Linked DNA regions of Mus musculus: region 2 is linked to region 1. The links are chromatin contacts, called in public Hi-C maps. All regions are on one chromosome and are shown on one strand. The core of a region is the stretch at or near the end of the contact, and the rest is flanking DNA. Distances in the headings are between cores, read along the strand shown.

Region 1 (3,379 bases), core at 38-2,537:
CCTGTACCCCAGCAGGACCCTCATTGCTAACATCTGCTCACATAATTTCATGTTTATCTGGTCTTGATCAAATAGAAGTCTCTTGAGCCTCGGTGTGGATCTTACGCAGTGCCCTGGTAGCAGTACAGTGCTTATTGTAGGTCCTCAGTGGAAGATATGAGTAAATAAATGAGTGTATGTGTGAGTGAAGGAGGGTATGTGGTGGGTGATAACACTGCTGACATCATTTAGGACTGAACTCTAAAAGGTCTCCACTCCATAGCAAGTAAAATTAGAATCTGGAGTAGTAGCCACATTGTACCTGACCCTGAACACTGGCTCTGCCCTAAATCCAAAGTCTCATCAGGTAGGGGCTGAGACAGGAAAGTCAAGAGCAATTGAGCATCTCCAAGAGAGGCTCCTAGAAGCATCCTCAGCTCGGAATGAAGAAGGAATGCTGGAAGACTACACACAGGGAACTCTAGTCTCCTCCCCATAAGAAAAGAGCTTACCATAGCATACTCAGCTTGGCACATAAACATCCAGGCTACATCCCGTATGCTTCTTGGAAAGTCAGAAATTTTCTAAAGTATGGGAGCTTTTATTGTAGAGATCTTTAAAGGTGTTCTCTGGTGGTGGCAACTACATCCTTAATTTTCGTATAAAGCAAACAAGTTGAATCTGAATTCCCAGAAACAGAGATACTTCCTTTCATAGTGTTCAGCATTCAATAGAGATGTCTTTCAGTCCTGCCTTGTTTACACACATTTTGGTGAGAGAGGAACTAAGGGAAGAAGGGGTGTATACCACTGGGTTTTCCCAGTACATTTTTTGGCTTTAAAATCCAGCATCCTTTGGCTTTGGAAGTAGATTTGTGGTTTGGTTTAATTGTGGGGTGTTGAGCATTTTGAAAATGTACCGCAAACTTTCAAAATCAGCTAATAAAGCCATTTGGAGGGACCAGAAAAACAGGGCCACCTCCTCCCTCCTCCTTCCACCCTCCTCCCTCCTCCCTCTTCTCTCCCTCCCTCCTCTCTCCTCCCCACTCTGTCCACCCTCCTTCCTCCACCTCCACTTAGCCTGTCCTCAGTTTTGCAGCACAAAATTTTATCATCAAAATTGGCCCAAACAAAAACTAAATTTAAATAAAGTTTCAAGTAAGTCAAATAATGCAGCAAGACTGACCCAGTTGAAATTTGCAGGCCGTCAGAGCTGTGTTTATATCAGGAAAGGTGTGTTGCCAGCTCCTGTGTGTAAAATGTGCCTAAAATAGAGATGGAGATTGGCTGTGTCATGCTGTGACTCAGCGTGATTTTATTCTACAGTGAGTTAGTGCCAAAAAAAGGAGAGATGAATACAGTATGACCATGCTCTTTACAGGAAGTTCATGGGGCAGGAAAAACTAGATGCAGTTCCTGTGTAACTTAGTGGCCCCCTGGTCCGGTGACAGTCCTATGGGAGTAGACTTAAAATGATATATTCAGGTCATTCTGCGGAGCCTTGTCTGGCAGGTGGCCACACACCCAAATGCGAAGTTACCTGTAAGATATACCTTGTTCTGGGAGCGGGGAATATAGGAAGCTCAGGTAAATGTGTACATATTAAATGAGACAGGATTCTGTCTTCTGAAAAATTCTGGACCATTTTATCCCGAGAGGTTTGGGTTCTTTTGGGTTTTTTGTTTGTTTGTTTATGACTTTGCTACATTTGAACCATTTAGCAAAGCCATTTTGGTTACCATCACTGACCACTCTTGTTCCTGGGGGCATCGGACACTCATATCTGTCAAGCTCTGTAGTTTTCAGAACACATCCAGCAACCCCTTATAAATGTCATCCTCTCAAAACTCAAGGCACTGTGTAAGGAAGGAGTGAAGTCAGCAAAAGAAACTTAATAAATGGTCCCTACCAGGGGATGACCAGACTTCTTATGGCTTGCTGCCCTGTCTGTGCCCCAGGAGTGTTTGGTAGCTCTCCTATCAAGATCTACGTCTTGCTTGAGCTTCCTGGGCAATAAGGTGCCTTGGGTGTAAATCAGGATCCATGTGTGAAATAGCTATGGGGGTGGAGCAGGGTAGGGCAGCAGCCAGGCAGGCACACAACAAAAACATTGCTGGGGCAGAAGAGGCATTGCCTGGGACTACTTCCCTATGAGACTTCAAAATGCTAAGCCTATGTTCAATTCAGATTAATGATTTTTGGAGGGAGGAGCATTTCTGGAGATTGGTTTTCCTTTGAAAATTCTAGATTCACCTTTTCTTTTCAATCAACTTTTTCCAGTAGACTTTGTTCCCTGGGGAACATGTCCATGTCAAAACGAGTCTTGATAAAAGCACCAAGATGTTAAATATTTATTTTAAGTTAACTGCTCTGCTTCTGAGAGGTTAAAACGCAAATGTGTTTTCATGCAGAGCCTTTCACTAGTCGGCTTAAGCTTCCCAAGCTTTCTCTTTGGCACTGCAGTAAGCCAGCTAACAAACTGCATTCCTGAGATGAGCTGACAAGGGTGCAGAAATGAAGAAATAAACAAAAAGCCATGTTAATTTCAAGCTTCACTAAGAATACAAAAAGTAATATTAACAGTTGCTGAATGACAAATAATGAAATGGCTGGAAATTTTTAATGCTTCTAGCAAGCTTTTATAATCTTTCATGGAATTTTCTCCCTGTCAGGTATAGCACATTTATAGCCAGCAGTGTGTTAGACAGTTTTGATAGGCTGTTTAAAGATGGATACATCCGAGCATGTGAGTGTATCTATATATAATTCTTTCGCTCCATTCCATATGCTAAAAGTAGCCCTTTCTCCTTAGCCTAAAATCTTCATAATTGCTTATCTGTTTAAATAAAAGGTATTTTATTCAGCCGGAGGGTGGTCATACTGTTGTCATTTCATTGTTACTATTGGCTAATAAATACATACAAATATATATGTGTGTGTACCTCAGGCTTGTGTTTATTTCTGGTTTCCCTTATGGGCATAGACCTTAGAAGTCTACCCTTACATCCTAATGTAGTAATGTATACATTAAAAAATAGTAAGGAGCTGGGCAGTGGTGGAGCACTCCTTTAATCCCAGCACTCGGGAGGCAGAGGCCAGCCTGGTCTACAGAGTTCCAAGATTGCCAGAACTACACAGAGAAACCCCCTGTCTCAAAAAACGAAAAAGTAAGATTTTGAAATGTGTACTTACATATCAATTAATAGGGCATGAATAATTTAGATTTCTCTCAGTTCAATGTAGCACGTGTGCTTAGAGTATGCAGTGTACAAGGAGCTGTGGGAGGCATTTCCTGGCACTGTGCTGCTCACCCTTTCTTCCTGGTGTTTGATTGTAGAGAGAAGGAATAGTGGTGGCTGAAAGGAAGGGGAACTTGGCATCAGTCCTGAACCAAACAGCAG
Region 2 (3,412 bases), core at 766-3,265, 230 kb before region 1:
TCCCCACACCTTCCCTATCCAGACACAGTTGCTACAGAGTCCCCAGGGTGTGCAGCTGAGTAGGACAGGCTGCTGCCCAAGGCTGCTAAATGCATCAAGCTACTAATTGACTTGGATTTCATTCTAGGCCAATGCCTTAACCATCAGGCCTCACGAATCCCTCTGAGCCACAGTCTTTGAGAAAACCCTTTTAAAGCTTCATCTTGCTCAAGGCAGTTAAGTGAAAGCCCTTTTAGTCCTTTTTTTTTTTTTTTTTTTTTTTTTTTGTGACTGTCTTTAGTGTGATGAGACCCATAATGGACAACTTTAATGTGGACAAAGAGTATCTCTGATGCAGGAAGATTATTTCTCATACTGAAAACCGCATACTATTTAGAGTCAAGTTCAGCCAATATTTACTTATCCCCACTATGTGCCAAGCAGGGTGTGAGTCTGTAAGGGAAAAGGGAAACACGGCAGCCTGCTAAAGAGAGCAGGGAGCCTCAATCACAAATTTTCTAGCAAGAGTCTCCATGTTGAAAGGGAATATGGGATTGATTGACAGTTGCCTAAACTTCTTGCTAATATTTATGCTATTCATGCTATAAAGCCCCATCTTGCTGTTTTTCAGCAGAAAGACTATGCTCATGAAAATTGCATGAGGTGCTGACTTAGAAAATTCTGGGGTGGGGGTTGGGCTACTGCAACCTTTGCTTGGGGGTAAGAGCCAGGTGATGGGAGACAGTCAGGGGTTGACATCCATTCAACAACTCACATCAGGGATAGGCCCATTGGTGGGACTTCTCCTATTATCCTTCCGATTCCTCCCTCCCATTGCTTTCTACTGGCTCTGGAAAGCTCAGAATGGGAGACTAGTAAAGGAGAGACCCATGTGACGTGAGGAGTTGTGGGGGAATGGAGAAAGAAAAGAGAGAGTGATGCCAAATTAGGTTCCATTCTGTTTCCAGGCTGTGTCCTATAAAAATAGTTACCTCTTCTGCTGCTTGCTGGTCCCGTAAGGCAATCACATTCCTAATGAGTGTGTTAAAAAAGCCATTCAGTTCATCTCGGTTCTTATTGGGCAGAATCCGGGCCAATGGGACCATTATGGATGGAAATGATACTTGAAAGAGAAAAACAAAAGTAGCGTTGAAGGGGGAGTGATAATGAAGCAGGGCTATTAGACTCCTGTGGCTGGGAAGCAAGCACCAGCCTTGAATCAGAGCCACTTGGGAGGCCTGTCTTCCCTGTGGACTTGGCGCTTCTCAGAGTGGGGCTTGATCTGACTCTAGCTTTCTGTTCCATTCCCTGTACATCATAAGCAATCATTAAATGCCTGTGCAATAAAGTAAGTCCTCGTGTGTACCTGGCCTTACAAACCCACTTTTACACTTAGAAATTCTTATCTCCAACCTTAGAGGGGGAAGTGTCTTTGCAGTTCATCAGGACAGAATGGGTAACTGGCTGTGTGCCAAGCCGTCACAGGGGCATAGCAGACCATCTACTTTATTGACTTTCTGGTCATTTGTATTTGTCTTTATCTGGATAAATGTCCCCACAACAGCCATCTGAATTGTCCCTAAAACATGTTGTTGCAGCTGCTGACAAGGACACTGGCTTCATCTATTGTGGATATTCCCCTGCCATGCAATATGCAGCCTGGGTTCTTAGGAGAAGGCTCCCAGGATCAGGACACTTAATATTTCCCTAGGAGATGTTCTGAGCCCAGGGATGAGGCCTTGCCACAGGGGCATGTGACTCTACTGACTCTCAGCCTGCCAAGCTGCACATAACCTTTTGTGTTGAGTCAGGCTGGAGACAGGAGATCCCAGAGCTCATACACCTCTGTTTAAAAGTGTAGAGAGCAGGGGCCTTGTTAGTGGAAGGCCTGTCTATAATTGAAAGTCCATAGGTGGGGCAGCCTTAGCCCCAGCAGACCTCCTGGACACAAAGAGGCTGCGTGACTCCACACAAATGCCTACAGGTTTCAGTGTGCTGATGTTAGAGGTTACAGGGCTTCCTGCTGAAACTGGCTCAGAGATAAGAAGAAAAGCAAGCAAATGGTCCATGATTCTAATACTCAGGAGAGTGAGGCAAGAGGGGGTGTTAATTGGAGATAAGAGAAGGTTGTATAACAAGACCCTGTCTTGAAAAAGGAAGGGGAGAGGAGGAAGAGAAACAAAAGAGGAAAGATGAGGAGGAAGATGAAGAGAGCTAGGAGGAAGAAAGGGGGGAGGAGGGAGAGGAGGAGGAGGAGGAGGAGGAGGAGGAGGAGAAGGAGGAAGAATGAAGCTGGCCAAGAAGTGACTAGACTATGCCAATATATCAGAGAGGCAGGGAAGAGCTCAACAATACAGTAACAGCAACACACTGTTTCCACAAAAGCAAGTAGATTCCAGAACTAGCTGGAAGGCAAAGACTCCCTTGTAAAATTAATCCAATGGTCTAGTCTTGTTAACATGAAGCCTCCTTCCAGTGACCCATCTGTTGATTTCATGTTTAGGAGTTGTTGGCTTCTGGTAGAGAAGTCCTCAGAAGAGGGTTTTGAGTGATGGGACAAAAACCAACTAACGAACCAACCAACCAACCAACCAACCAACCAACCAACCAACCAACCAACCCTAGGAAATGAGAGACTTTGGGTTCAAGTCTTGACTGCCTTTTTATGTATCAGTTTTCCTTTCTCATTAGGATTATCAAACAGGATCCAGGGTTACCTGTGTTGGTGATAAATCACCCCAGATTGTGACAAGAGAATTCTAGTGGCTCTAGGGAGATAAAGTTCCTGAGGGATGTCTCAGAGAGAACATCCTGGGACCATTCCTGGTGGAAGGGACTCAACCCTGCAAGCTGTCCTATGGGTGGTGATCTGGCCTCACTACCTTGGGTAGGGGCTGCACTTACAGATTAATACCAGGAGAGGCCTGGGGATACAGAAGGTGGAAGCACGCCGGCAGTGTTGCACAAAGGGATCTTCTGGAGAATTCTGGGAGTCCACCTGGGTGCCAAAGGCCACACTGGCCACCACATCTATGGTGTAACAGCAGTAACACCTGTGGACATAGAAATGCGGACAATTGAAAGATGCTGGATTGCCCTTCCCACAGCATACCCCTCCTGAGGTAGTGGAAGGGACACTTCCTGGATGAGCAGCAATAGCAGAATATGATTGGAGGCTTTATCAAGGAGCTTATGGAAGAGAAGGTGAGGGCAGGACATCACTAACTCAGGCCTTAGAACAGAGTTGAACACTAAGGCACATATCTTCCAGTGGGAGGACGCCTTCCTGTGAAGGGAAATAGGAGCCCTAAAGCCTAGGGGCTTTAGCCCCTATGCACACATAGCCCATCTCAGGCCAGAATCTAATGATTAATTAATAGCTCTCAAATTGGCATTGATGAATCAATCTCATTAGCTTGTTTTATTAGCTACC

What was found. A called contact is a pair of places that touch in the nucleus more often than the background predicts.
Region 2: a contact with region 1 is called in a Hi-C map of the HPC-7 cell line, with 1.9 times the contacts expected there. The contact joins two enhancer-like sites. A contact is called at or near these places in 3 of 39 promoter capture datasets (the HPC-7 cell line, cranial neural crest and embryonic stem cells), 2 of 484 Hi-C or Micro-C datasets (the HPC-7 cell line and bone marrow-derived macrophages) and 1 of 115 datasets of contacts at active chromatin or transcription factors (embryonic stem cells).

What each region holds. Positions count from the first base shown.
Region 1 is chr6:38,785,954-38,789,332 of GRCm38.p6, reverse strand. All of the region lies in intron 2 of Hipk2 (homeodomain interacting protein kinase 2), which reads left to right. It overlaps 4930502C15Rik (a long non-coding RNA gene), which reads right to left. Exons shown (of 4, transcript XR_003956279.1): 4 at 1-3,379. Among named protein-coding and RNA genes, the nearest start is that of 4930502C15Rik, 50 kb to the right of the region's middle. Within about 2 kb of position 1,287, at least 55 of the 459 cell types and tissues checked have an H3K27ac peak or open chromatin away from gene starts, as enhancers often do. A contact at or near this core is called in the HPC-7 cell line, where this site is marked.
Region 2 is chr6:39,020,659-39,024,070 of GRCm38.p6, reverse strand. Tbxas1 (thromboxane A synthase 1, platelet) reads right to left here. Exons shown (of 13, transcript NM_011539.3): 7 at 2,884-3,032; 8 at 972-1,102. Among named protein-coding and RNA genes, the nearest start is that of Gm23010, 8.7 kb to the right of the region's middle. Within about 2 kb of position 2,015, at least 7 of the 459 cell types and tissues checked have an H3K27ac peak or open chromatin away from gene starts, as enhancers often do. A contact at or near this core is called in the HPC-7 cell line, where this site is marked.